2 separate regions of the Xenopus tropicalis genome follow, and region 1 is linked to region 2. The links are chromatin contacts, called in public Hi-C maps. All regions are on one chromosome and are shown on one strand. Each heading gives the region's core, a stretch centred on a gene start, on an enhancer-like site or on the middle of the called end of the contact. The rest is flanking DNA. Distances are from core to core; before and after follow the strand shown. Region 1 holds the start of fst (follistatin). Region 2 overlaps ndufs4 (NADH dehydrogenase [ubiquinone] iron-sulfur protein 4, mitochondrial).

What was found. A called contact is a pair of places that touch in the nucleus more often than the background predicts.
Region 1: a Hi-C map of neurula embryo shows a contact between it and region 2, with 1.7 times the contacts expected there. The contact joins the promoter of fst here to the enhancer-like site in region 2. A contact is called at or near these places in 2 of 5 Hi-C or Micro-C datasets (neurula embryo and tailbud embryo).

What each region holds. Positions count from the first base shown.
Region 1 is chr1:192,427,641-192,432,561 of UCB_Xtro_10.0, forward strand. It overlaps fst (follistatin), which reads right to left and starts at 3,279. Exons shown (of 5, transcript NM_001008056.1): 1 at 3,105-3,279; 2 at 1,915-2,106; 3 at 901-1,119; 4 at 326-550. The coding sequence starts at 3,189.
Region 2 is chr1:192,358,930-192,363,819 of UCB_Xtro_10.0, forward strand. All of the region lies in intron 2 of ndufs4 (NADH dehydrogenase [ubiquinone] iron-sulfur protein 4, mitochondrial), which reads right to left. Among named protein-coding and RNA genes, the nearest start is that of ndufs4, 43 kb to the right of the region's middle. Within about 2 kb of position 3,197, at least 1 of the 11 cell types and tissues checked has an H3K27ac peak or open chromatin away from gene starts, as enhancers often do. A contact at or near this core is called in neurula embryo, where this site is marked.

The DNA.
Region 1 (4,921 bases), core at 2,029-4,528, 69 kb after region 2:
ACAGGTAAAACGGTTCTGCTGGGACCAAAGGCAGTGTCGCTGCGTGCTCTGCAGGCACAAGGCAGGTGTCGCTGCGATCCTCTCTCATTCCTTAGCTAGTGTGGGATGTAAGGCCAATGAGGGAGTGAAAGTGCACACACACACCAGGAACACTCCGGGAAACTTGCCATGTACCAGGCTCCAAATTGGCAGAAATCCTCTTGCACCAACCCTAATCACATGTTGCTTCTCTTGCCCCATACTGAGTGTCTTCTCCTCAAGGCACTTGGGAAAGAATGCTACTCAGAATGGATTTGTCGCTGGGTAAATCAGACACCACACTTACTTATGCATTTCCCCTCGTAGGCTAATCCAATGGATCTGCCCAGCAGGCAGGTAGCCTTCCTCAGGTGGCAGGCACTGGCATAGGTTATTCCATCATTCCCACACAGATATTGGTCAGGGGAGACAGGCTCCGGGCAAATCCGATTACATGTCACACAGTAGGCGTTATTGGTCTGATCCACCACACAAGTGGAGCTCCCTGGGCACAGCACGTCCCTGCAAGTTTCTGAAAGAGAAAGAAGCGCAAGGGCGCACATCGATCAGTATAAAGGCGCAATGAATGACAGATGGACTTACAGCACTACTGGGGCACAGCTAAGCGTAAGGTCATAATAAATTGCTCTTATTTACTCCATATACTATGTACTTTATGGGACCCGTATTATATCACATAAAGTTTTGCAACTCCCAAGCCAATGCGCACCAAAAAAGCTTCTCAGGCTACTAAAAGCCACCCAATGAGAGCTTTCTTTTCCATGCTGCCCACCCATGAGGTTCAGGTAACATCACAGCAATCTAATGTGGCTGTCCCTCCCAGCCCACAGATCCCTAACTCCCCCCACTTGTTTAACCTACTTTTGCATTTTCCTTGGTACTGCACATCCAGCTCCGGGACCCCTTTACATTTGGCTTTGAGCAAAGCGCACTCATCCTTATAGGTTTTGCCATCTATTCCGCACACGGAACCTTTCCAAGTAATGTTGGAACAATCCGGAGCGCAGACACACCTCGGCTTGTTCTTCTTGTTCATTTTACATTTCTTCCCAGGGCCACAGTCTACGTTCTCACATGTTTCTGTAAGTGCAACAGGTTTAATTAGCCAGTGGGCAAAGTACTCAAGAAATAGTATTACTAGGAATGTGATAAATAGCCCCATATCTCAGCAGCATGTCTAGACTTTCAGGGACTAATGTGCCTGTGCCATTACATAAAGATCATCTGGGGTGTTATGGTATCTAATATAGATGATAAATAGATAGATGATAGATAGATATGCCAGATTCATACAAGCTCCTGACACTGGGAACTTACTAGTACAAGAAAAGTATTTCCCCTCTGTGCCTAATAGCTAAAACAGCATGCAGTATCTATGGAGAGAGAACAAAAGTTCCTCCAGAAAGCGAACTCAAAATTGAGTGCAGATGTCCCCTTCACTTTAATAAATCCCTCCGTGAAAAATAACACATAATAAGCAAGTGTAGGTGGCCAGAATCTGCTAGCACAGTATCCTAAAGTCTGAGCTGGGTGAGATTATTCTTGCACACACACATACACACATACACACATATGGACTGTGTGGCTGCGTCCCCCTATACAAAAATAATGCCAAAAGCAGTTCAAAATATGTCAAGTATGCGGGTATATAAATACATATGGCAGCTTCATGGTTTCATGGAAGCACAGGTCGCATCAAGCATACACAGGGATGGTTAAATCATGTATTCCTACAACGTGTCAGTAGAGACTGTATGTTAAAGTACTAAAAAAAAAAAAAACTTCTCTCGACTTCTTTGCTTACAGAGATGTAGGAATTTAACCCTTTCATTTTCAAAACGAGGAGATGGTAGTAAAAATTGTCAAGTAAAGTACCTTTGCAGGGGACGCAGTGAGGGGCCCCTCCATGAAATATCATCCATTTGAAGAGGGTGCTGTTGGGTACATCCTCTTCAGTCCATGAGGTACCCAGCCTGCCAGTCTTGCAGCATTCCTCCTTGCTCAGCTCAGTCCTGTAGAGAACCTGACATCGGCCGTTCTTCGACTGCTGCAGCCAGCAATTCCCAGCTGTAAGAGACAGCGGCCCAGCCATATCAGTGTCACTTAGCAGTGACCCAGACACAACACGTGTGCTCTGCGCTCACTTCCACTAGACTGTTTACTTTTATTCGGCCTCTTTCATAACCTGCACTAGTAACAGCAGTCTCTCCCCAGCCAAACCGCTCACACTTGCACGGTTAACCCCTTCAGGGCTTCCACTCTATAGATATCCACCCAGGCTACACAAAGGGTTAATTGGCCGCGCTGTTGAACAGCCTCCCATCCAGATGTTGAGATAACGAGCCCATAAAACCCCTGCTTTATTGAAATATTACAGTATCAAGTGCGTCAGTTGTCAAGCCTGCGATCCAACCTCATGTTGCAATCCAGGCACATTCAGAACATCTACATGCAACACTAATCCATTTCGAAACGTGTTTTCTCCCCAATCCCACGCTATGTTACCCCTTTTTTAAAGTTAAGAGAAAGGATAAGCTGAACAGCAATAGTTCTAAACAACTCACTACAACTAGTTCCATTTGGAATTGCGCCAACTAACACTGCAAGTAGGCAGCAATTAGCACAAGGCAGATTGCGTCAGTTGGAAGAAATTCTGCGCACCGCTGGGTCCGACTGCGCCTCTGCTACGTATAGTAGGGGGCTGGCAGCCAATGACTTGCCACCACAACTTCTGTCCCACCAGCTGGAGTACAACTAGAGTAGTACGAAACAAATACCGACATCCTCGCAAGTCCCTAATAAGTCACTAGATTCGTTACATAACTGTAACCACTGATAGTAAAGTAGCACTCTCTGCCGATACATTTATATACACATTAATAAATCTGGAAGCCAAGTTGACTGTAGCCCTTAAAATCCAGAACTACCATCTTGATATTGCAGATATGTAAAAGTGAAGTCTGATCTAAGTCACCAGCCTAACTTGCCTCTCCTACTGTCTGCCCTAATACCAAAAAAAATGAAAGAAAATCCAAAAAGAGTGATCAAGTCCTTCAGGTTCTTACCTTGGACTGCGCGATGTTCCATGAAATGGCACAGAGAGACAGTCAGGAGGAAAATCATGCCCGGCTGGATCCTTTCATTTAACATCCTCAGTGCAGAGAGTGGAGAAGCAGCAGAGTCTCAAGTGGAGAGATGGGATAATGGACCAGGCACAACTCCGGACTCTGCTTATGATCGCTCTATTGAATGAACAGCAGCCTCTAATGCAGTCTCTCTTTAAATCTATAAGGGGGTCTTAGCTGTCTGCGGTGGGCGGTCTCCTAATGTGTGTGTGTGTTTGGGGGTGGGGTAAAAAGAAAAATTCAGAGTGAATCAGGTGACATTTTCCACCTTCTGGAAACCTTTTCCAATGAACAGTGGGTAGGTAGATCCTAGAGAGAATGTAGCAAGGAGTGTTTGCTGAGTCCCAAGCAGAGAGAGAGTGAAACTTGTCCAGCAGCTGGTGGGGAAATGGAGCAGCAGTGTGGCTACTTGTGCAGCAGCAGAGGCAGCAGCAGGGAGTGGGGCATGTGAGTGGGAAGCGCTGCTATAGGAGTGGGGCATGTGAGTGGGAAGCGCTGCTATAGGAGTGGGGCATGTGAGTGGGAAGCGCTGCTATAGGAGTGGGGCATGTGAGTGGGAAGCGCTGCTATAGGAGTGGGGCATGTGAGTGGGAAGCGCTGCTATAGGAGTGGGGCATGTGAGTGGGAAGCGCTGCTATAGGAGTGGGGCATGTGAGTGGGAAGCGCTGCTATAGGTGCTGCTGGGTGCGCACAGGACAATGACGTGACCTCTCCCAGACTCAGCCTTGTTGGGCAGGACCTACCCACTCTGGCTCCCCCTGGGCACCTTCTGAGCAAAGACCGGGCAACATCGGGGCGCACTGTCTAAAGAGGGGGGGTTAGGACTTGCCCCCCACCCACCTCCCACTCAAACTCTTAAAGTGCCTTTTAAAATATAACTCCCAGAACCTGAAACAGTAGTTAAGTGTCTGCTCCCACATCCAGCTCTCTGGGAGTCTTCAGGGACAAATACAAGTTTAATACCTAAATTTGCCCCCCCCCAAGTGACAGTCTTTTCAAGTGGCAGTGTCTGGAGTATCAGACAGGAATGGGACGACGTAGGCGGTCTCCTTTCATAGCCCCAGAGATTGCCCCATCGATAATGAACTTCTATAGGGCCAGTTTATTAAGCGCAGTCTGGCATCCTCCGCTGCAAGTTGGCGGCCACTCATTTCTAACATTTTTGGCACAGCTGAATGAAACTGAGTAGGCGATATTTCCTTTTATACAGAACCATTACTTCACGGAAAATGGTATTGTTGATTCAAAAGCTGCCTCTTTTCTCTCTCTCCCTCTCTCTGTCCCTCTACATTTTCTATTCTTTTTGCCTCCAGAGCCCAGAGGACAACAGACAGAGAACTATGCAGACTGCATTCCTGGATACTGGCAGGTCGCTTGGATTTGTATTGCCACAGACTTTGACTGCAAATAACTCGGCGATAACAGATTTTTTTCCAGCAACTGCAGGAGATAGTACTAATCTTTTAATAAAAGATCCCATTACAATGGGATCTGTCTGGGAGGACTATAATAGATCCAGAAATACAGGCGTGCTAATATTAGCAGACAGTTGTTTGGGCCCCTCAGGCCGGCCCAGGCTGCTCATTAGGCTGCTCTGTGGGGCGAGTACAAAGGGGCTGGGGCACCACCTGCAGGCACACATTAAAGCGCACTGGTAAATGATTGACCCTGCAACATCCCCCTATTGTCGCCCTTTCTACATCTGGGGCATTTTGCTCACTTCACAAAGCCTTTTTCCCCCTTCCCTTTAACTTTCT
Region 2 (4,890 bases), core at 1,947-4,446:
CAGTTGTTTGTATGCAGGACTCCATAGGGGGCTACAGATAATAGTTTAGAAGCTTTTCCCGCAGCTCTGAGGAGTCATCCATCTGGCACTACTTACAAGTCTATTGTGTATACAGTAGAAAGCCTCTGCTTGTGCTCAGCTGGCTAACACATTCTATATATTTGTTTAGTTTGGCTTATTAACAAGTCATTTTAACAACCTTTAAAGATATTGTACAGCGCTGCAGAATATGTTGGCGCTTTATAAATAAATGTTAATAATAATAATAAAATCTATAATAGGGTTAATAATAACAAAATAGTTTTGAACTGCCTTAATAAATAGGAAAAAATAATGGGTGCTCAGACGTTTGTCAAATATTATTCCTTCCTGGGGCTCCAAGGAACATTTTTGCAAATGACAAAAGGACCTGCTAAGAAGTTCCTGAAGTGCTAGCCCCAAGAGGGCCATGTCACACCTCCAGGCACATTTATAAAGCTGTGGAAAAAGTGGCGTTAAAATACAATTTACATCACCTCTCTTCCACAGTAGGTAGTGTAAAAACCTTGTGTATTTATAAAGCCTATTAATAGAGTGTATAGGCGAGTGCTAAATCTGGCAAAAAAGGTGACATTCGCTACACCATTAACACAGCATTTTACATCACAAAACAATTATGGTGTACATAAGGTACACACCAGATTATTCCTTTGCATGGACAATGCCTGGATATTTCCGTAGAAGAACAGTGCTAACACGTCACAACATACCAACCTTCCACTCGTCATTACAGCCTAAATATGTCTCAGTAGATTTTTTGATAGTCACTCTGGGGTGACTCCTATTATGTATATGGTAAACTAGTGCATAACTGTAATTATTCTGTAATTGATTGATTGCAGAGTACTTTACACACACCATTAAATACACCACATAAAACATTGTATGTTGCGAATATTCTGGGCGCTTGCTGTGGTTATGGTCTTAGAGAGCCAATTAAGCTATTACCTTTAGGTAAATGTATCGACCAAACCACAGGGCAATTCACACAGAAATCAATGGGGGTGATTCTGAGCACTTTGCTGCCCAAATGCTTTTTAGCTCAGCAGGCAGGCCACAAAATGCTCACAATCATTTCTCATTTATTCCTATGAAAAATGCCTACTAGATAAGGCATTTATCCCTAAAAAAAAAAAAAAAAAAAATTGTTGCGTTTGAAAGAAATAATTGTTGACTTGTGGGAGTGCAAGTGATTCAATATATAGAAATGAATGGGGGTGAATTTTTAGCATTTTGTTACTCACTGAGCTGGAAAATTCTCAGGGTAATGAAACCCATGTTTGACCAAATACTGGTCACTATATGATTCATCTCTATACAATCTCCATTAGCAATTGTGTTACCTAATCACCTCTGATTAACAGCTGCATTGTGTAGTTTAGATGTTGATCAGGAAGGCTGGTATATATACAGTCACATCTGCCCACATATCCAAAGGGTCTACACAAGCCCAATGTAATCCAATCACTAACTTGAGGGCCAATAAATCAAATTAGCCGGATTTGTCCCTCTACTGGCCAAACTAAGCACATCATCTTCTGGTACCCTCACTAAACAAGAGGTCCATTCAGTGCACAGCCAACCCAAAATAACAACCACGGCAAGTTTTTGGAGCATTACAGTTTCCATTTTCGTTTTAAAGGAACAGTAACACCAAAAAAATTATTTATTTCAAAGAAATTAAACTATAATGCACTGCTGCCCTGCACTGGTAAAAGTTTTGTGTTTGCTTCAGAAACACTACTAGAGTTTATATAAACCCTGGTGTGTAGCCATGGGGGCAGCCATTCAAAAGAAGAAAAGGCACAGGTTATATAGCAGCTAACAGATAAGCCCTGTAGAATACAATGGTGTCTTATCTGTTATCTGCTATGTAACCTGTGCCTTTTCTCCTTTTTACCAGCTTGAATGGCTGCCCCCGTGGCTACACAGCAGCTTATTTATATAAACTATAGTAGTGTTCCTGAAGCAAACCCCCAGTTTTACCAGTGCAGGACCACAGTACATTATATTTCAATTATTTTACAACACTTTCATTTTTTGGTGTTACTGTTCCTTTAAGAGGCCAGGAAAGATATCGCTTCACATGTCACATCTGTTATTTTTTAATGTGAAGAATTTTACATAAATATGCTAACTAGCCGACATGGTATTACATTTTTTTCTTTGAAAAGATAATGTTTATAATGTAAAAAACATAAGTACTATAGATGCACAGAAGAAGATATGAAATGTCTCTAGGCATCGATCAACAACATGTCACACCAAGTTAGTTATGATATACGGTAATTCTGATGTTCTCACTGCCATTACGAAATGTATATTTTAGCCTTTGCAGCCTTTAATAACTGATAGCTGTTCATAGATGGAAATCTATTGTAACTCTAAACATTCTAACATGAATACAGTATGTGTGGGACACCATCTCCAGAGCAGACTTTTACAGTGCAAGTTGGTTATGAGATCTGATGGGTCTGGGACCCCTTAAGGTGGGCACACACGTGGCGATCTGACGATCTTTTGGTTGCACGAAACATCGTCAGATCCGCCACACACCGTTCAGGGCTGAAACAGCAGATAAGGAGGTAGAAACAATAGGATTTCTACCTCCTTCTCCCGATTCAGCCCTGACGGCAGATTTTGGTCAGGCGCCTTCTATGGCACCCGATCAAAATCTTATAACCGGTCCGATCGGCGAGTCGACCAATATCAGCAGCTTCCTGCGATATCGGTCGACTCGCCGACATGCCATACACGCACCGAATATCGCACGAAACAAGGTTTCGTACGATATTATCGGTGCGTGTATGGCCAGCTTTAGAGATTGAATGTTAATCCAGTGAGGTAACATGCAAAAAAAAGTCAATAAAACCCAGTTTATTACCTCAAAACAAGAAAATTTATTGGAGTTCTTGCTTCTGAGATAATTTGTTTATGGTTTTCTTATCCTTTAATGGCTACCTTTGTTCATTTCATCATCGTCAATGTATACATTTTATTTTATTTACATTTAAATAATTTTAACACGGAAAACCAAATGAGTCCGGGAAGTAATTTCCCGCCGTCCTTTCAATGACCTTTGTCCTGACCTGGAGAGACCACCCTCTCTGGTCATTTTTATCTAAGCTGTGTGCTCAAAGGACAGCTCAAAGGACATGGTGCATTCATAATTTGTCACTTTGCTTCTGTCTGAGCAGACAGCCACTTTCTCCACAAGTCTCCCAAATCATCAGCTATGCAAATCTGTGACTTGTTGCCCTCTGGCTTGATCCAGATAACATATCAGAAAAGGGCGAGACGCTGCAACCTTTCCACTCCAACGGCACTAAAAGAGGAAAAGAGACAAGACCGTTCCATGGACCTTATCTGACAACATTTCCCAAGACATTCCTGTTTATGAGTTGGGGGAGATCAAATTGCCTACACTGTGCACATATAAAGAACACCGCAATGTTGAGGTTATTCTCAGACACGTGGAAATGAAAGGGGGGAAATCTAGTAACTTATATAAAGACTAGAGGCACTTCATAGGGTGATTAAGATATCAAGCTAACAACAGAAGTGTAAGGGCTCTGGCACACGAGGAGATTTGTCGCCTGCGTTTTTTGCCCCTGGCGCTTTGGCGACAAGTCACCACGACAATACCCACAAAGATATTTCATGCGAGTTGAGCTCCAGACGATCGGCTACCCATGGTACACTTAACAGTTAACCCCCCCTCCTGTTTACTCAAGTCGTTCAGTAAAGGGTCTGTGTGCGATTTGAAACAGCAGGCAATTTGAAGTAGCCTCGTTTTGACGCTGGCGATTTCCATTGATTTAGCATTGGCGTCTTGTCGCTCGTCTTGTCGCCAAATCGCTCTTTTAAAAATCGCCGGCGACAAATCTCCTCGTGTGCCAGAGCCCTAAAGGTCACCATATGAGTGGATCTTTCCCTGATATGCCCACCTTGATGAGGATACAGGCAGTTGGGCCAAGGGCCGCATCAACGAGCCAACACAGTCATTGCTCTGACGAGATTTTCAAATCGGTCCGATTGATATCTGCTTGATTTTTGGCCAGATATAAACCTGATAGGACAGGGGTGGTAGATAAGCTGCCCACTTGGACTGAAGGAGCCAAATCAGCAGCTTAGCATCAGCAACAAATTACTGAACAAAATTTGATCTTGAGGGAACAATACCTTTAAAATTCAAAATAATGTATTCTACAAATTTGTAATAATGACAGAATGTGAAAAAGAATGCAATAAGTGCATGGACTAGAAATCATAACTGAAACCAGAGCAAGTATAGGTAAAATATCTGAGGAATCCGAGCAATGACTGTGGAATAATGCCATTTGTGGGGAAAAAAGGTCATTGTATTTTAAACTTGGCTACAAATATGTAGAACAGGTCTTGAGTCTCCCATAGGATGATACATACATTGCTGCCAACTGATGAAGTCCTAAGTCTGACCTAGTCACGACCTGAAATGCTAAGCTTCTCTGTGCAGTAAGTTAGAGCCAAAGTGCAGAAAACAAATCTCACCTCACAGCAGGTAGTAAATACAGAGAAAGCAGCACTGAGGCTTCTACTCGTTAAAAGGCTTAGGCAATAAACAGATAATGTTAGCATAACGAAATCCAACGCACACTGGCAACACTCAATTTGAAGTTTAAACTTTCACTGTGTTCATCCAATTAAGAGGTATCCGTTTGTGCCTTAACAGAACAACAAGATACAGGATTCATTAAACAAACCTCCTGGGGATGGTATTTACCCGCACCCTGCACTGTTTGCACAGCACCGGTAACTTGTCACTTTCTGCAGCTTCACACTATACCATTATGGGAACATAAATTTGTTGTG